2 separate regions of the Sus scrofa genome follow, and region 2 is linked to region 1. Evidence: chromatin contacts called from public HiChIP or PLAC-seq data. All regions are on one chromosome and are shown on one strand. Each heading gives the region's core, a stretch centred on a gene start, on an enhancer-like site or on the middle of the called end of the contact. The rest is flanking DNA. Distances are from core to core; before and after follow the strand shown.

What was found. HiChIP or PLAC-seq counts read pairs in DNA pulled down with a chosen protein or histone mark.
Region 2: a contact with region 1 is called in an H3K27ac HiChIP or PLAC-seq map of alveolar macrophages. The contact joins two enhancer-like sites. A contact is called at or near these places in 1 of 5 promoter capture datasets (liver) and 1 of 2 datasets of contacts at active chromatin or transcription factors (alveolar macrophages).

The regions. Positions count from the first base shown.
Region 1 is chr4:20,652,301-20,658,168 of Sscrofa11.1, forward strand. The region is part of intron 1 of EXT1 (exostosin-1); the gene reads left to right. Among named protein-coding and RNA genes, the nearest start is that of EXT1, 10 kb to the left of the region's middle. Within about 2 kb of position 3,656, at least 17 of the 83 cell types and tissues checked have an H3K27ac peak or open chromatin away from gene starts, as enhancers often do. A contact at or near this core is called in alveolar macrophages, where this site is marked.
Region 2 is chr4:20,933,511-20,939,378 of Sscrofa11.1, forward strand. EXT1 (exostosin-1) reads left to right here. Exons shown (of 11, transcript XM_001924980.6): 11 at 1,688-2,259. The coding sequence ends at 1,873. Among named protein-coding and RNA genes, the nearest start is that of MED30, 280 kb to the right of the region's middle. Within about 2 kb of position 2,896, at least 1 of the 83 cell types and tissues checked has an H3K27ac peak or open chromatin away from gene starts, as enhancers often do. A contact at or near this core is called in alveolar macrophages, where this site is marked.

The DNA of each region.
Region 1 (5,868 bases), core at 2,406-4,905:
CACATGCATTTTCCAAGGAAAAATTTGGCTCAGAGATGTAATCAAGATGACCCCTGATTCTGACACTTTAGCATCCAACTCTTCCACGCTTCCATTCAAGGAGCATTGTAACCCTGCCTGCGTAATTCTGCCTTTAATTCTCCGCTAGAGCTCTTCTTTTCAGGAAAGTGAGGAAGTGAAATTCTCATTGTGGCTCAGTGGGTTAAGGACCTGATGTTGTCTCTGTGAGAACGAGGGTCTGATCCCTGGCCTTGCTCACTGGTTACAGATCCAGCATGGCCCTGAGCGGTGGTGTCGGTCGCAGAGGTGGCTCGGATCCCATTGTTGCTGTGGCTGAGACGTAGGCCAGCAGCTACAGCTCCGATTCAACGCCTGTCCTAGGAACTTCCATATGCTGCAAGTGCGCTGTGAAAAGAAAAAAAGAAAAGTGAGGAGTGAACTGTATGTGACCTTTGCTCTCACTGATAGCACTTGCAGGGTTTGCCCTGTCCTGGGTGTCAGGGAACCTATGAGATGGTACAGGGGTGACTGTGCCCCAGGTAAAAGGTGTGATTCAGCAGAATAGGAGACCCACTGGAAGATTCCATTTCTGGCAGAGCAGGCCAGGTTTCTGGATGGTGGCATACCACGGCCCCAGGCCCTGAGGCTTCCTAAAGAAAAACAGTGCTTAAAAACATGATAAAAGTTATACAGAGCCTTGGTGGAACATTAGAAAACTGTAAAATATATGAAAATAAATTTTGGACTTCCCATTGTGGCTCAGTGGGTTAAGAACCCGGCTAGTACCCATGAAGAGATTCTATCCCTGGCCTTGCTCAGTGGGTTAAGGATCCTCTGGTGTTGCCAAGCTGTCATGTAGGCCAGCAGCTACAGCTCCAATGTGACCCATAGCCTGGAACTTCCAGATGCTGCAGGTGCGGCCCTAAAAAAAAATTAAAAAAAAAATTTCTTTTCTAGTCCCGATATGAGCTAAACACTATTATTAAATTTCAGTAGTTGGCCAGTTATAACCCCATGGACACCAGTGTAATTCTTTCTCTGTGAACCCAAGTACCTTGTACAGATATGTTAATTATCATTTAATTAATAGTAAGTAAATTTAACACATTTTCCTTAAGTGCCTTGTTTGTGGCAGACTCAGAAGTCTTGGAGCTGGGCCCACCAACGTGAACAAGACAAACTCCTGGCCATTCTAGTCTGTCGGTTCTCTAAAGTTGAAGGCAGACTTTAAGTGTATTTTTTAATTTTTATTTATTATTTTTTTGTCCTTTTGCCTCTTCTAGGGCCACACCTGCGGCATATGGAGGTTCCCAGGCTAGGGGTCCAGTTGGAGCTGTAGCTGCCAGCCCACACCAGAGCCACAGCAATGTGGGATCCCAGCCGCGTCTGCGACCTACACCACAGCTCATGGCAATGCCAGATCCTTAACCCACTGAGCAAGGCCAGGGATCGAACCCGCAACCTCATGGTTCCTAGTCGGACTCATTAACCACTGTACCACGACGAGAACTCCCTTTAAGTGTATTTTTGCATGTTGCTTTTTTCTTCACACACTCTCTAAGAGCATTTTCCTTTCCTGCTAAATAGGAAAATCCTATTAAAATACTAAAGGGGGATTTTGAATGGGGGCATGATTCTTTTTAGTAACTTAGAGCTGTGCTGTTGTTATTTACATTTTCTTAGAGATTTACCTTGTTTCCCATCTTTTCTTTTATTATACGTGCGTCTGTGATGGATTTCACTGTACCGAAGATTGGTTTTCTCCTTGTCTCTCTCTCCGAAGATACAGAACTTCTTCTCTCCTGAACCCCAGCTCAGTCCTTTTTGGAGAAATAGCTGTTTTGGGGGTGAGTCTGAGCACCCGCTTAGCGAAGTAGCCATCAGTACAAGACTGCTTAGATAAACATTTGTAGGTGTTAATTGGTCCTGCAGGGGGTCTTTGAGGCTCCCACTGCTTCTGTTCCCTTTGAGGTTTTGTTTTTGCTGAAGCCAAAAACCTCTCTGTGTCTCTTACTGAGCCCGTGAATTCCTCCCTGTGCTCAAAAAGCCTTTCCTGGGATCTCAGAATCTGTGGAGCTCACCTGTGTGGGTGTCATTTTTTTTCTTATTTATTTATTTTTTTTTAGCTAATTGTATCAGTTGATTAAAGCCATCCTCTCTTTTCTCCTCCGTTGTTAAATCCAAGGTCCTTTAGAGGTGAATTGAGACAGGTGGCTTTTCTTCTGGGGCATCCAGGTCAGGTCTGGGATTTTAAGTGCAAATGAGGCATCATTCTAAGTGATTGAAAAACTGAGACAAAAAACAGAATGAACCAAACAGTTTATGCCTAGTTAGTTCAGGGCTTCAGGGCTTTTTCTTGGCCTGGTGATGGCTTTGAGCAGCCTTGAGATTTGTGGAGATATGCTTTTTCCGGTTGTCTCCGTCTTTGTCTTCTGGGGAGCCCTTGAGAAGAGAGTGGTCACCCTGGACGAGGGATGTGACTGACCCCCACACACTCCTAGGCCTCTCAGCCTCAGTGTCCACATCTGTCAAGTGGGGGATCATCACCCCTCACAGGGTTCTGGAAAGGTCGAAAGGAAGTAGAGTCGGTAATTGCTTGTAATGCAAAACCTTGTACACGCTCATGTGCTCTCCACGGTGGTGGTGTTATTAAAAAGCCATCTTCTTGCCATTTTCTAATCAACCACAGAGGTTTGCTGAGTTTCATAACTTGGCTCTTAACTAAGCCACAGAAATAACTGCTCATCTCTTTCTTGATACTTAAGTCCCAGGAAATCGTGGTAGGTGCCCTGGAAGGCTGGCCAGTGTTTCGTGAGCTGTGGAAAGCCCTAAGTGTTGCCTGGGAGCTTGCAGGTGGCACAGGGCAGAGGTGGGAGCAGGTGGAGGGTGGTCCCCGGGGGAGCCAGGCATGGCCTTGACTCCAGATCCTCTGGGATCCCTGGGTGATGCTCGAAGAATGCAGGTAATGTGAGAAAAAGAATGCATGTATGTGTATAACTGGGTCACTTTGCTGTACAGCAGAAATTGACAGAACATTATAAATCAACTATAATAAAAAATTTAAAAAAAAGAATGCAGGTTTTCCCTTTTGCAAGTGACTCTTTGCCCTCACAGGTTGATGGTGACCTTTGGAAGGGTACCTTGTATGCATGGGCTGGTTTGGCAGGCCCTTAGATTGCAAAGAGCAGAATGTCGCTCTGGCCCCCTTAAGTTCAAGGATTTCTTGTGAGGGGATGTGGAACAGAAACTGGACTGGAACTGTTCCAGGAAGTTCTCAGGACCCAGCACAACACCTGGGATCTGCTCCTTTCTTCCCACTCTGAACCTTCATGTCTCCCCTGGCTGGCACCTCTGTGCCTGTGTGTGTGTCTGCCGACCACTTGTTGGTCTTTCCTGAATCCCCTGGAGGAAAGCAGCCTGATTGGCTTTCCTGGGGTTTATTACCGCTGGGGAGACCCATTCCTACGAGGCCACATCTCTGGGTCTGGTGGTAACCTCGTCAGATAAAAGACTGCCCTGTTGCCTTGTCATTCTTGATTTAATGGGTGGCCATCCTTTTTCAAAGAACAGCCCAAAGTTGCTTCCTGGAACAGGGGACTGCGGTTAGGGGAGGTTGGCTGCGGCAGGCACTGTTGAAGCCATATCCTGTTGGCACAGACGTATTTGAGCCTGGTAGATGATGGTAATAGCAAGAGCAACCCATATTTCTTGAGAGTATACTCTGTGCTGGGTGATGAGCCGTACCTTCTTTAATCTTTCTGGCCACCCTGGCAGGAAGGAGGCTCAGTGGAGGTGCAGAACGAAGTTCAGAGAATCTTTAAAAGTGATTTGCCTCAGAGCACACAGGGTATGAACCGAGGTTCCGTTCGTCTGACTTCTGAACTGGGGCATTCTTAACCGCGACACCAGAGTGCTTCTGCACAGCTGGAACGGAGGTCGTGAAGACCACACGCTTGTAAACAATAGTGTGATTGATTTACAGAGTAGCACTGGTGTTTCTCACCTAGGACTTATTCATTCTTCCTGGAGAGAGACGGTTGTAACCAACTTGATAACCTGGTTTCTCAGCCCACAGCAGATGAAAAGCAGTCCATCTCAAGAGAAAGGGATTCTTGCAGGCAAATCTGGGGAGTAGGGACAGCTGGCAACCCAAATGGAAGGAAGCAGGCCAGGGGAATGATAAAATGTCACACCCAGAAGGAGCAAAGAAGCATTGCAATTTTAGAACAGCTGGCTCGGAGCCCAAGCGTGTCCTGCAGACGACCCAGGGGTGGGCCTGTGAGTCCCACCACCTCGCACCCTGCTTGTCACCAGAGCTTCTGTAAATATTTGATGGGCTACAGCCTGATGCAGTGCTGACCACGAGCCCTGCCGGGTACAGAGGTCTGTGTTTAAGAAGTAGAGGAGGAAGTTCCCGCTGTGGCTCAGCGGTAATGAATCCATCTAGTATCCATGAGGATGTGGGTTTTATTCCTGACCTCACTCAGGAGCGTTGCCATTAGCTGTGGTGTCGGTCACAGATGTGACTCGGATCCTGCGTTGCTGTGGCTGTGGTGTAGGCAGGCAGCTGCAATTCCCATTCACCCCCTAGCCTGGGAACTTCCCTATGCCCCAGGTGCAGCCCAAAAAAGGAAAAAAAAAAAAAAAAAAAAAGAGGAGCAAGTAATGAATTTTATAAGTTTAAAAAACTGCTAGGGTTAAACTAAAAATATTTTGGCGCCCAGGAGAAGAAGCTCTCCATTTGAAAGCTTGTCTACAAAGCCTAGCAAGTTCCCCCAGAGCACTGGGTCTGTGGGGTGTCCTTAGAGTTTGCTTTGGAGTTGTGATATTTGTTGGTAACTCAGATTTTTGGGGTTTTATGATACATAGCAGTACTTTACGGTAATGAGATAGAAAGTTTTTTGCTGTTGCAGTGTGGGCCTGTGATGCCAGTCGTCCTTGATTGACTGGGGCTCCAAATGACTTGGGCTCTGGGCTCAGGTAAAGAGAGTGGCCCTGGGCCCAGGCTGGCCTGCCTGCCCCAGGTGTGGGTTGCGGAGGCAGAGACTGGGTGCAGGGAGGTGCCCTTAAGCGGATGAGGGAAGACCAGTGTGTTGCTTAGGGGCTGCCCTGCTAAGTATGTTTGGACACAGGTCTGTAGCCTGCCTGTGGTATGGAAATTCCCAGGATAGAGGTCAAATCAGAGCTGCTGGCCTACACCACAGCAATGCCGGATCCTTAATCTGCCGAACGGGGCCAGGGATCAAACCCTCGTCCTCATGGATACTAGTTGGGTTCAGTCCCTGGATTGGATACTGGACCACTGAGCCACAACAGGAACTCCTATAGCCTGCTTTTCCCACATTTCTAGGGGTGCCCAGGATAGGAACTGATTGGGTAGCGATCTGGAGTGGATTTGATATTTCCTACATATATTCTAGGTTGGCAGAAATCATCCACAGCATCACGCACAAAAAACATCACCATGCCACCCTCCTCCTTGATCTCATAATGGTTCATTCATATGCTATCAAGGTGGGATTGGTCCAGCTCCAGCTGCCTTTCCATCCCCAGCCCCTTGGCAAGGCCCCCTTCCTCCTCTTCCCTTTCCCCATATGCCCTTTTCTCTCTTTGGAAAGCTGTCCCCCAGCTCCATTTCACTTCTTCCAGAGTCATTTCCTTGTCACCTCACACTTGGTCACCTTCTCCTGTTACATGCTCTTATAGAACAGTTTATACTTGTGGCTTTTTTACATGCATTTGCTATTTGTTTTTCTCTCCCCAGTAATTGTCTGGGCCTTGAGGGGAGAATTCATGTTGGTTTTTCATTCATTTACTCAACAGATACTTATTGAGCACCTACTGTTTCCAGGCACTGCGGAGGCAACG
Region 2 (5,868 bases), core at 1,646-4,145, 280 kb after region 1:
AAAGTTATATACAAATTAGGGGTGGAACTTAGCATATGATTTCTTAGGGATTGGTTTTTAACCCTTTTCATAGATTTGCCAGCAGTTCTCCCAAACCCAATATTTCCTGTAACTTTACACCTCTTTTGGAACAGATCTAAATTTAGTCTTAGGTCTAACTCGATGTTGCTAGTTAGAGATGTACTGTATTTCCATCCTTCTTCCCATCAGATACACTCGATTATTGAATATTTGGGTGACTGGTGAAGTAAATGGATCTCATGCTTTCAAATTACACTTTTGAAACAAAAGAAAGTTACTTTCTCTGATACGTTGGTTGACCCAAAATAAATGCTAAAATCTAGAAGCAAAAAAAGAGACTTGATTCAGCTGGATTCTTTTTTTTTTTTTTTTTTTTTCATTTGTAAGAGAGAATAGGTATGCACTTGAGCTCTGAGACTGTTTTCTGTTTGCATGTGTGAGCACTGGCCCAGAGGTGGGGAGTCTGGACTTTGGGGAATGAGTGGACTGGTCGGAAATGGCCTGCAAGCCCATCCCAAATTAGGAGCAAAACAGAGGTACCTTTGGGGCTGTTGACTCTCATGTGGACTCCATTGGTCAACTTCGTCTGATCGTCTCTCTGGTTTACCAAGCAGAGTTCTTGTAGTACCGAGGGTACAAAATGAAGCCCGAGTTCTGCCCCTTTCCAACCTTGAACAAATCATTTTAACTTCCTTGACCCTGCTTCCTCATCTATACAACAGAGATGTTATTACCTGGATAGATAACCTGACCAGTTGTTGTGAGGCTCAAAGGAGCTCATGAAAACACTTTACAAATAGTGTTTTGTTTGTTGTTCTATTGCTCCAAGGTAACTTGACATTGATATTTACCTTCAATGGTTACTTTCAAGCATGTTGACACTTGTGGTTTTAAAGTGATTCTGAGTGGTTCTCATGCCAACATGTACCTTCCTATGAAAGTGTCTACTAACAATTGCATGAGGATACAATCCCATTCAACACACACAAACACATTAAACAGTTGCCTATTGATATGTTTGTGACTTTTTCCACATAATTGGGTGGCCCACCTTTTCCTTGTTTCATAAAAACATGATTTTAAAGATAATATGCTTAGTTGGTCTAGTTAAACTTCAGCACTCACTCAAGTCATTTTAAAAATAGCTTTCTTTTCTATCAGTGTCAATCATTTAAATGGTCTAAAAACATTTAACCAAGCTTCAGGCTAACAGAGAGAGCTGAAGAGATGCTGGCCACCTTTCTACTTACCCAGGTTTCAACCAAGTTAACAGGAAGATCTTAGAAAATTATCTTTGAAACCATAAATACATGAGCAGTCATTGTATTTGATCCAAGTGCAAAGCCAAGGTTATATATTGCGTGACCATAGCGGTTGAGCTTCAGTTGGTACTCTCAGATCAGAGAGTGTGCCAGTCCCTATGGAGCTTTGCATGTTTCTGGCTTTGGGAGCAGAGCATACCCTGTCTTGGGAAAATCTTCTGGCGAGGCGGAAAATCAGAATCAGTGCTTGCATCTTCACCAGACACATGGATGGGGCTGCGCAGTGGCCAGACCAGACCCCAAGCCCGACTGCCAGCGGGTAAGCCCAACTTCACCTTGGGTCGCGTGTCCACCTCGCGGGTCACCTCTCTCATCGCCTTCCTTGTTTCTCTCCCTCTCCCCAGACCTCTCGGGCTTCCCGCTGGGCCGACCCCGACCACTTTGCCCAGCGACAGAGCTGCATGAATACGTTTGCCAGCTGGTTTGGCTCCATGCCGCTGATCCACTCTCAAATGAGGCTCGACCCCGTCCTCTTTAAAGACCAGGTCTCTATCCTGCGGAAGAAATACCGAGACATCGAGCGACTTTGAGGAGCCAGGCCGAGTGCCAAGTGGGGGAGGGGACGCGAGAGAAGAGACAGGGTTGGCCGCTCTCTCTTCCCAGTGCAGGTCTGCTCAGCAGGGGAGCCAGATTGTGCCAAGCATCCAAATAAACTCAGACCGAATCACACGAAAAGAAAAGAAAAGGAAAAAAAAAAAAAAAAAAAAAAAAGGCCAAGGGAAACTCACCTCCTGACTCTCGGGACTGCACGGGACTGCTCCAGACTCACCTCACTGGCTTCTATGTCCCAAGACTAGGTTGTGTACAGTTTAATTATGGAACATTAAATAATTATTTTTGAAATGATTGCTATGCAGGTTTAAACTTTTTTAATGATCAAAACTATTAAAAACCAGAGTTCTTTCTTTAATCAAAATTGTGTTGGTTGTGAATATTTCAAAGCTGCTACTCCTCTTCCCATAAACAGTGTTGCTGCTGGTCACGCAGGGTCACCTGTGGTTACCAAAAGCTCAGACTTCTCAGAAAACACCTAAGTCACTCTACCCAGTGTCAAGAAATAACCAAACGTAATTAAGACAAGTTCCTTACTCAGCTTTGCCAGCGCACATTGTTTTCCATTTGGAATTTTCAGATCCACTTGAACTTTTATCTCTTAAACCTTGCTGCATGAGAGAAAGTATTACAACCTCCAGGTAGACAGTTCTGAAAACTTTATGTTTGAGATACAGAAGTATGATCGTTTTTGTCATGGGAGGGTGGGGGGAGTTAGTACCAAGAAAACGCTGTATAATTAAGAAATGTTCCCTTTGCGCAAGGAACCATGCAAACAATCCACCAGCATATTAGTGAGATGGAAATACTGACCCACAATAGCCAACCCAGTGCTTTTCAGGGAGGTGGGCTAGATTATACATTAAACCATTGACACATGTCTCCTTAGAGTTGGGAAAGGCTTTGGGTTAGAAGCAAAAGAAGATATAAGTATGTTGGTGGCAGATCAGGAGTCACAAGACAAGCTTTGCTCACAGTTGTGAAAAACCTCAAGTTTCCAAAGCTTCGCCCTTGAGAAAGAAGTAACAATGTCTCAATCTCATTGAACATGAGGATTGCTGAGAAGTAAAGGAGGGTATACTTCTCCACAGGCGGCCTCATACCACTTGGAGTCAAATGTGATTTCGAGCAAGAATCTAGCAAAAAGAATAATCAGAAACAAATGCGAATGTTGTTTAATTTCATACTAATTTTTAAATCCGTGGTTTAGCTGTGCTTCTTGTTAAAAGAACATTCCTATCCCTGCAGATGCCGCTTGAAGGTCCTGATTATAAAGTTGCAATTACAAACGGAAAATCTGTTTCTCCCATATCCCTTAATGTCATTGTAAAATATGGAGCCTTCTGATATCAAATGCTTTCTTCTACTTGGAAAAGATGAGAGAGTTAGAGAAGAGAAAGATATTATTGGGCCCTACCACCTCTTAGGCGGAATAAACAAGAAGAATTCGATTTATTTATTTATTTATTTTTGGCCTCTAAACTCTCATATAGCTCATAAGTTTGTTTCCAAGTGTTGGGTTCATAGAAAATTTCATCACAGAATTATGTTCAAATAACTCCGCGTGCCTGGCTTAGGTCAGTGGAAACCATAAATCCAGGAGAATTGAACTCATTCTTGTTTGGTAGACATTTGGAAGAAAAAGGGGAACAACTTGCAAAAAGACTGCAAGGAGGGACACCGCTGTGAACACTGGAGAGGTGACTCAATATGCTGCCTAGTGGCCGAGCAAGGACAAGAGCCAGATATCCAGATGCTTGCTGTGAGTGGCACACAGGCAATGAACTTCAATGAAAGGCTTTTCTCTGCCACCTTGTGACTCAGAAGTGCTCCCCTAAATATCTCTCATCCCATTTGACCCAGCCTTAGCCCAGTCTCATACATGTAACATTTTCTGCTCAATGGATGTGCCTATCTCTTAAGTATTTGTTGACAAACAATTCCTAGGTCTATGGTTTTTGCCCTTGTTTCCTTCTATAAAATGCCCAAATAGGTGTCCAGGCCATGTCAGCTGCAGCGCTCAGCAACGTAGAGGGTTAGCACTGAATCTGGCCTTTGCAAATATGTATCTAATTTTTTAGGTTTGCCAAATTATTCCCGTTATCTTTTTCCTTTGCAAAAATGAATGCACTGTTTGGTTCAACGACCCCAAGTTCCTTGAAACTCACGTTGTCACCGTGGCTTGCCGATCTGTGTCCCTCATTGTACCAGTCGGGCACATGAATGGATTCAGGGGCCACTTTGCCAGCTTTACCTGTCACCAATCTTACATATTCCCCGCAAACAGTGTAGGTTTGTGGGGTGTTGGGGGGAAGATGGCAATTATAAATGAGAATAGGATCTGACACACTTTTCAACCACTTGAAATCTCTGTGGTTTCATTTTATGACATTCTCAGAGCACATCTCTTTGGAATACCAGCTAGTATATTCTTTTCCCGTTTGGAATCCACAGCTGGGAGCTGAACAACACTGAGCCAATCAACGAATCCCAACAGGAAGATGTAACTTTAATTCACTTAGGCAAGAGTTGTATTTCATTGCAGCACATTGACAAATCATAGCCAGCTCTGTAGGATGTCAGGAGTTATCTCTCAGTCAACTTTAATGATAACCAGGGGTCCCTAAGTCAGCCAACATGAATTGGGAAGAAGCCAAGACCAGAGACTGCAGTGCCAACCACGTAATGAATTTCATGCAGAAATTCCAAAGAAGACTCAGCCACTTAGGATTTCTACACAACGTCTATTTCCAGCTCCACATTAGGACATAGGATCTTAAAAATAACTTTTTAAAAGCTGGCTTAATGTAGTTATATGAAAAGGCTTATAAAAATCAAACCAAGTTTACATATACATGAAATTTATCACCTTTGTTGAAAACAACAGAAAGACCCAAAACTGAGTTTAGAGAGAAAAATCCATGAAATAATCACTGGAGTCATGTCACAAAAGATAACCGAGCGGGGTAGACCTACCTGGACACATCATGTTGGCCTACTTTCCAATAGGATGCTTCAGGAGAAAGTGAAATCTCTGTAACGTGAAATCTTACGTGCATTCCAGTTGAATTTCTTCTCATTGCAAATGGTGCTCAAAGAAGGATCAATCTCGGTTGCTTCCTTCAGTTTCCCTTTTGGAGTGATTTTTGTTTTTCATTTACAGTAGGCTATGTTAGCCTTTATTTTAGTGGTTGTGCAAACTAGGTCGCCTGATGGAACGTTACGCCGGTGGCCTTTCATAAAGGTTGCTGAACTTTCACCAGAGGTGAGATGAATGAAGGTAAATAGATCTAAATACTATTAGGGAGAAAAAGGGCTCTTGCTTTAAGAAGTAAGGAAATTTTAATCAAACCTGTTTCAAGGGTGAGAGTGAGGAAAAGGCAGCCCCACTAGCTTAGAAAAAGACCTGCTTAGAGAAGCTGAGTTACGGATGCAAAAGCCGAGGCAAACTTCCCAGATCTGAAAGCATCTTATGTTCCCTCAGCTCCCTGAGAGCTCCAGTTTTAAAAAGGACCAGTTACCTCCATGAACTCCCAAATTGAAATGTCCTTTCCTTCTAATCGTTCAGATAATCGACACGCGCAGCCAGGACACCTTCGTTGCTAAACTCACTTATCTAGTGTCCATTGGCAGCAACAATGGACAAGACCCTTCCACATGGCTTTGTCATCCTCAGCCAGGTTTAACTAAGAAAGCTCTTTCACTGCTGGCCTCATTCTCTCAGGTGTGATCGAGGGGAGCCAAGTTGTTTTGACTTGAGTTCTCAGTGAATAAGTATTAATACCAGACTCTGCCAAACTTGTCTCCTTCCATCTTAGAACTTCAGCAAGTACGCGTTTGATTACTCCTTGACTCCAAGTCTACTTTAAAAAAAGAAAAAAAAAAATGAGATCGAGAAGTTTCCTTGTGCAGCACATTAAGGATCTGGCACTGTCACTGCTATGGTGCAGGTTCTATCCCTGGCCTGAGAACG